Linked DNA regions of Triticum aestivum: region 1 is linked to region 2. Evidence: chromatin contacts called from public Hi-C data. All regions are on one chromosome and are shown on one strand. Each heading gives the region's core, a stretch centred on a gene start, on an enhancer-like site or on the middle of the called end of the contact. The rest is flanking DNA. Distances are from core to core; before and after follow the strand shown.

Evidence for each region. A called contact is a pair of places that touch in the nucleus more often than the background predicts.
Region 1: a contact with region 2 is called in a Hi-C map of leaf, with 5 times the contacts expected there. The contact joins the promoter of LOC123122480 here to the promoter of LOC123122458 in region 2. A contact is called at or near these places in 3 of 5 Hi-C or Micro-C datasets (all in leaf).

Annotation. Positions count from the first base shown.
Region 1 is chr1B:336,202,063-336,205,861 of IWGSC CS RefSeq v2.1, reverse strand. It overlaps LOC123122480, which reads left to right and starts at 1,603. Exons shown (of 1, transcript XM_044542683.1): 1 at 1,603-2,521. The coding sequence starts at 1,663. The coding sequence ends at 2,340.
Region 2 is chr1B:335,734,639-335,738,243 of IWGSC CS RefSeq v2.1, reverse strand. LOC123122458 (G patch domain-containing protein 11) reads left to right here and starts at 2,059. Exons shown (of 4, transcript XM_044542666.1): 1 at 2,059-2,317; 2 at 2,446-2,499; 3 at 3,098-3,220. The coding sequence starts at 2,282. It overlaps LOC123122448 (ubiquitin-40S ribosomal protein S27a-2), which reads right to left and starts at 2,005. Exons shown (of 1, transcript XM_044542653.1): 1 at 1,274-2,005. The coding sequence starts at 1,911. The coding sequence ends at 1,423.

The sequences.
Region 1 (3,799 bases), core at 354-2,853, 470 kb before region 2:
CTATAGAAAAGTTTCCTATGGAATCCATGTTCCTATGTTTTCACATAAAAATCCTCCAAATCGAATGAGGCCTGAGTTTTTAGGGCCTGTTATGAAGTCCTCCCACTCCACGCTTTTCCAACTCTAGGCGTGGAGCCGGACAAAACGTTTGAGCTTCGTGGAGTCAGCTTCACGAAGCGGTACAAGCCTGTAGTGCAAATTGCTGAAGCTGCTAAAGCCGAGCTTCACAAAACGAAGAAGCAAGGAGTTCCTAGTAATTACAAGAGATTACCACCGCGAAGTACAAAAAACGATTCACGAAACAGCTCCCAGCCATGCGTGGGATGCTCGCCTCGCTAGTATCTTGTGCGAGCGCATGTGGCCAGCCCTCCTCCACACAACGATGCAAGGTGGGCTTCCTTCATCCGGCCAAAACCGGCACCCAACAGGCCAATAGACTCCCAGCTGGGCCAAATCGTGGAGAGAATCTATGAACACTGCCGAACGAATGGAATCGCCGGGTGAAGTTGGAAGCAAGCTCCAAAAGCTGGTTTTGTGGAGTTTGAGAAGCCCGGAGAGGTTCAGAACAGGCCCTTAGTCCCTTCCTTCCACTTTTTTGAAAATGTGATTGTACTAAGGTAAAGATGGTAAATGAAGCCATCGATGCTCACTCAGAAGTACAAAAAATTGGATAGATTCAAACTCTTTTTCTTATGGAAGAATGTTCACCTTTCTTGCACACTTTATTTTTGTCTCAGAGTCAAAGGTGAATTTTCTACCCACTGTTTATATTACCTCTACTTCATCATAAAGTACCCCCTCCGTCCTCAAATAAATACAAAACATTGTATTAAATTTACTATAAAGTTTGTTCAATATTGAATCACTTATTTTGAGACAGAGGAAGTAACAAGTAACAGTACATATTTTATCATCTCACTAGTCCCATTATATGTCTGGTTACTCCAAACCTGAAAAAGTAACAGTACAGATTTTACTAACGGCTAGTTGCTTCAAACTTTGAAAAAGTATTTCTTTATGTTTTTTATGTGTGTTCCTATCCTGTAAATCAAATGACATTTCATTTTCTATGATCTCAGCACTCATAGGATTCAAGATACATGCACCATATTTTCTATACTTTTTCTATTCCTATGCAATTCATATCCTACGAACCAGAGATAGCCTAAAGTTAGGATAAGGCAGGGAGAAGAGCGGTGGGCAAGCCCCACGGGTGCACGTGTCACGCAACAGAGGCGGCTTGCGCGGCGAGAAATCAGCCGGTCTAAAAGGATACTTTTCCGTGATCTAATGGATAAACAAAGATAATATGGCTTGTAGTGCAGATAAGGCTTGTAGTGCATTCGTGCTTGAAGAAATCAGGAGACAAACGGACAAGTATGTGCGACTTTTTCATTTGAAGACAACGTGATCCTCCGAACTTTCTTGCATCACATTTTTTATACATTTCTTTATTTTATAAAAATAAACAGTAGAAGGATTGTTCTACGGTCCATGGTCGAAGAAAAAAAGGAGACGAAGTCAAGTCAATTCTTTTGACTGAGCTTTCACTACCATCAGGCATCGACACCCTATATATAATCCCATAGCACAGGCAGCAAATCACATCCACACCACTAGCTCAGCGACACAGGCCTGCAAGCCTGCAACACCCGCTACAAAATGAAGCTTCAGGTAGCCACAGTCGCCTCCTTCCTCCTGGTGGCCTTGGCCGCGACGGCCCAGGCCGTGACGTTCGACGCGTCGAACAAGGCGTCGGGCACCTCCGGCGGCCGGCGGTTTGAGCAGGCCGTCGGCCTCCCATACTCCAAGAAGGTCCTCTCCGACGCCTCCGCCTTCATCTGGAAAACCTTCAACCAGCGCGGCGTCGGCGACCGCAAGCCTGTGGATGCCGTCACCCTCGTCGTCGAGGACATCAGCGGCGTCGCCTTCACCAGCGCCAACGGCATCCACCTCAGCGCCCAGTACGTCGGCGGCATCTCCGGCGACGTCAAGAAGGAGGTGACCGGCGTGCTGTACCACGAGGCGACGCACGTGTGGCAGTGGAACGGGCAGGGCAGGGCGAACGGCGGGCTCATCGAGGGCATCGCCGACTACGTGCGGCTCAAGGCCGGGTTCGCGCCGGGGCACTGGGTGAAGCCGGGGCAGGGCGACCGGTGGGATCAGGGGTACGACGTCACGGCGAGGTTCCTCGACTACTGCGACTCGCTCAAGCCCGGGTTCGTCGCGCAGCTCAACGCCAAGATGAAGAGTGGGTACACCGACGACTTCTTCGCGCAGATTCTCGGGAAGAACGTGCAGCAGCTGTGGAAGGACTACAAAGCCAAGTTTAGAGGCTGAACGCACGATAAGTTGATGGGTCATTCACGGTGTGATGGCATAACGCACTACTTCGAATAAGACGTGTGTGATGGCATAACACACTATATATACTGAAATGATCAACAGAACATGTACCTTACGCTCTATAGTGAAAGATAAATAAACGATTTCACTAATTCGAAATCGACTTTGAGTTACATGTTACTGGTCTTAAGTTGGCGATACGTGAGTGCGTTTGTGCGGTGGTGTGAGTGTGCGTGTTGTAATCGGTTTTCTAGAAAAAACAAAAGGTTGTTTGGACTTGGAAAGTTTTAAAGCTGTTTGCGCACAACATGCTTGGATGGGTGGATTCAAAACCGCTCTGCGTACCACGATTTTTTGTCCTATATTTGTAGAACTAGACAGTGAAGACATGCAGCATGTTATGGCCCACAAACTGGATCAACTCTGATTGTACTAGTGTTGGATACAAATTCATGATATGTAGTGGCAGCTAGTTTTGAAATAGAAAACCCTGGAAATTAGGTTTTGTTGGATGTAGCCCATTTTAGATTGTTTTGTGGTGAATTTGATTCCAATAATCGAATTCGTTTTTGATTCTTTGATTTGCAATTGGTGTTTGATTGATGGCAAGTAGGTCGAAGCTGGAAGAGGGCGATGGATTTGTTTTGCGCCGGGGATGAGCTTTTGCTGGCCAAGTGCCACGAGATATACACCTGGTTTCCGAGCGTGAAATCTCTCGTGATGCACTCACTGAGCCTGGCGTTGGAAGTTGTCGGCGTTCTGGATACGGGGTATCCAGACTTGCCTGCCTGCGGCCCACTGCGTGGCTCCATCAACGGCCTGATACGACCCAGCTTCAGCATCGACAACTCAAGACCTTCGGGAGGGGCCAAGCCTCGCGAGGCGGACGACGCTAAGACCTCCAAGGGGTCCGGCCTCCTCAGGATGGCTTCCGAGAAGCGGAGACTTATATGCAAGGTGCACCTCACGAGGCTCAGTTGACGTGAGCCATGACGATCAAGGCCAGGCGGGCGCCAGCGGGCACAGAGTACCAGTTTCCTCTTTGGTGCAAGGAAGGCAAGCAGCAGACGCAAAGTCCCGAGGAATCAGCCAAAGATTTCCATTCTAGTGCAACAAGACCAAGACCGCCAGGACAGCAGGACAGAGGTCATCACGGAGCCAACCACAGCGTCACGACCCGAGGCTATTGCAGGCGAAGACCACTTTAGTCAGGATAGGATGTACTTCTTGTCCCTCTTCAAATCTGACCGTTGTGGGCCCGCCAACATTTGGGAAGAGGACAAAGGCCACTATAAATAGGACTTAGCCACCACCACAGAGAGAGAGAGATTCGGACGGAGGGAAACCATTCCTCCTTCACCAGCTCTCTTGAGCTCAAGAACACCTCACCTCCTGAGGCCGTTCATCCACTGTACTAGTTCATCCTCTGCCCCCCGAGGCAATCCACCACAAA
Region 2 (3,605 bases), core at 810-3,309:
TTCGGAGGAGCTGGGCCGTTTCTGAACACGCCCCAAGCTGCCTTTATCCAAAAAATACTGGAGAAATTCAATATGGACAAATCCTACCCATCTAAAGCTCCTATGGTGGTTCATTCTCTAGATGTAGAGAAAGATTCATTCAGGCCAAGGGATGATGGAGAAGAGGCGTTGGGACCTGAAGTTCCATACCTCGGTGTTGTTGGGGCGAGGCCAAGGGATGATGGAGAAGAGGCGTTGGGACCTGAAGTTCCATACCTCGGTGCTGTTGGAGCGCTTATGTATCTTGCAAATTGCACAAGACCTGATATTGCATTTGCAGTGAATCTACTTACTAAACACAACGCAGCTCCCACCAAACGCCATTGGTCTGGAGTGAAGAATATCTTTCAATATCTCCAGGGCACAAAGGATCTTGGCCTATTTTTCCAGTTCCAGAGAAATCGGACTCTGATATGATTGGATTCGTAGATGCTGGCTATTTATCTTATCCCCGTAATGCCAGATCACAAGCCGGCTTTGTCGGCTTTGTGTTCCTACATGGTGGTACTGTTATGTCATGGAAGTCTTCAAAACAGACTTTGGTGGCAACATCTACCAATCATTCTGAAATAATTTCATTATTTGAAATAACATGCAAATGTGTGTGGCTTCGCAGAATGATCGATAAAATCACCTACCATTATCACAGATGCAAACAGGATTCAACAAGAGTAATATCACTCACATATTTCTCCTAAGTGGTTTTTTCCCATGATCTTCAGAAAAACGGGGAAATAAACATTTGCAAGTTAAATCATGTGAAAAATCATTGTTTAAACATCACATTACGCTATCTCTCTTTGTGAGTTTATGTTTGAGGTTCTTATCAATGATTTTAATGAAGAGCTTTTGGAGAAGAATTCTATTGAGATGATGACAACGCCTGGACAATTATGAGAAGATTCTACATGGTAGAGCGTAGATTAGAGGAAGTGTTGTGATTAATTAGCACATGTAATTAGTGGGGAATCTTCCCTTGCCCAACCGTCATTGTGGTTCCTCGCGCAACGGAGGTCTCTCTCTCTCGTATCCCCTGAAACTGACGCATCCTCTCGGATCGTCGCGTCTCTCCAGTCCATATAAATTGTACTCCGTAACTCCCAATCAATAGAAGTTTCCATTGACTTCAAAACACAAACAAAGCATCTGATATGATGAAGGGATACTGCCTACTACTCCCTCCGATCACAAGTGTCGCCAATCAAGTCACGATGCATGCCAAAGCACATTCCAATTCAGACCAAAACATGCTTACTGATGACTAATTGAGAAAAATATCCAGAATAATTGTTCTAACCACAAATATCCATTGAAAAAATCATTACCAGACGTACACGGAATTCATGGCGCTAATCAACTCCGTCATCGAATCAGACCACCTGATCAATCACTGTCGATCTCTGGGCTCTGGGCCTCTGCGTAGGCGTAGGTGAGGCCGCACTTGCCGCAGGCGTGGCGGTCGGCGTGCGCCGCCATGAAGGTGCCGGCGCCGCAGTCCGGGTTGGGGCACTCCTTGCGCAGCCTCTCCACCTTGCCCGTGGCGTCGTCCACCCTGTAGTAGCCGAGCACGGCGAGCGGGGTCTTCTCGCGCTCGTGCTTGACCTTCTTGGGCGTCGAGTAGGTCTTCTTCTTGCGCTTCTTGGCGCCGCCGCGCAGGCGGAGGACCAGGTGCAGCGTCGACTCCTTCTGGATGTTGTAGTCGGCCAGCGTGCGCCCGTCCTCCAGCTGCTTCCCGGCGAAGATGAGCCGCTGCTGGTCCGGCGGGATCCCCTCCTTGTCCTGGATCTTGGCCTTGACGTTGTCGATCGTGTCCGACGACTCCACCTCCAGCGTGATCGTCTTCCCCGTCAGCGTCTTCACGAAGATCTGCATCTTGCCCTCGTTCGCCGGTCGCCGAGAATTATGACCTGTTTCGTCGGCAGCGGCGGCGGCGGCGGCGTGGATTGGGAGCTTTGGTTGGTCGGGCAACGTCGCGGCCCATGGGGGGTGGAGATGGGGTTATATGTAAGCCTGGTTCGTTTGATAGGCCGTCCGATACGCGACGGACGCCTGTGATCGAGCGGGTCTGAACCGACTCGTGAACGAGCCGGACACGGCAAGGACCCGTGAGACGGAGACCAGACCAGAGAAGTAAAACCAAAGCGGCGCACGCGACGCCTGAAACGGGGAGAGGAGAGAGAGCCGGTGAAGCGCGCGGCGAGCGGAGGCAGAGGGGCGCCGCGTTCGCCCGGTGAGAGAGACGATGTCGTCCATCGGCTCCTCTAACATCGGCTTCCAGGTCCGTCCCTCGCTTGGTTTCTTCTGCTGCCCATCCATCCTTCCCTCCCTCCCCTCGCGGAGGATTAGGGTTTGATGCTTTGTTGCCCTGCGTGAGCCTGATGGTCGTGTGTTCTTGGGTTGCTGCAGCTGCTGAAGAAATCCGGGTGGAAGGAGGGCACCGGCCTCGGTGCGCAGGAGCAGGTCCGTGTCTCTGTTCTCTTTTCTCTTCTCCCCGATCAAGATCTCATCTGTCCATTTTCACCCAATCCGTATGTTGATTTTAGGGATAATTGTGTTAGTTGTAGCATCGTACTCCCAACGCGAGGCTTAGTTCTCCTTGTTTTTCTATTCTTGGTACTAGATTATATGATCCATTGTGAATCAAATTGTTCTGTGTTTCTCCAGTGTTGTGTCTTATTGCTTATCTTTGAGATCATTGCGTATCAAATTGTCTCATATTGTGGACTTAACAAAATGATAAAGGGCGTGCTGAAATTAGTTTGGTTTCTGGGTAATGATCACAATCGGACAAATACAGTTAAATGCTTGAATTTGTTAACTATAAACAACTTACCTTTGCTTCTTGTATAATCTTGGTTCAGTTCACAAGCTCAGGAGTATGTGTCTAACTGAACACATCCATGGGTTTTAAAACAACAAATGCGTGGTTGGCCGTCTGCTGTATATAACAAATCGTGATTACACACTTGGTAGAAGCTGGCTTGTTGCTTATAATTGCCTAGTTACTCCTGTATTATTTCTGTTTGTGTACTCACTTTGCCAAACTGTCATGAAACAGGGGCGGTTGGAACCAGTAGAAACTCGTGTCAAGAACAACAAACGCGGTTTAGGTTCCAAAGAACCAAAGCCAAAGCCAAAGGTCGAGGATGATGTTGAAACAGCTCCTAGTAAAAGACCCAAGGTGAGCAAAGCATTCTTGTTGACTTGATTCCAAGAACTGTTTTGTTGTAGTTCATAGGTTCCGCCGATTTCACAAAATTTGTTTACTACTACCTCCGTTCACTATTACAAGATGCTCTAACTTTTTCATGAATCTGATGTATATAGACATGTTTTAATGTGTTTATTCACTCATTTCAATCCGTATGTAGCTATATTGAGATGTCCAAAACGTCTTATAATAGTGAACAGAGGGAGTACTATTTACTGATTACAGATCCTTTGTGTGGTACTATTGAAAAAAGTGTATGTGTTTATATATAGTTAAATTGAACAAACGTAACATGTTATATTGGATGCTCATCAATTTCTTTCCGTGGAGTATTTGTAAGGTTTAGAAGATAATA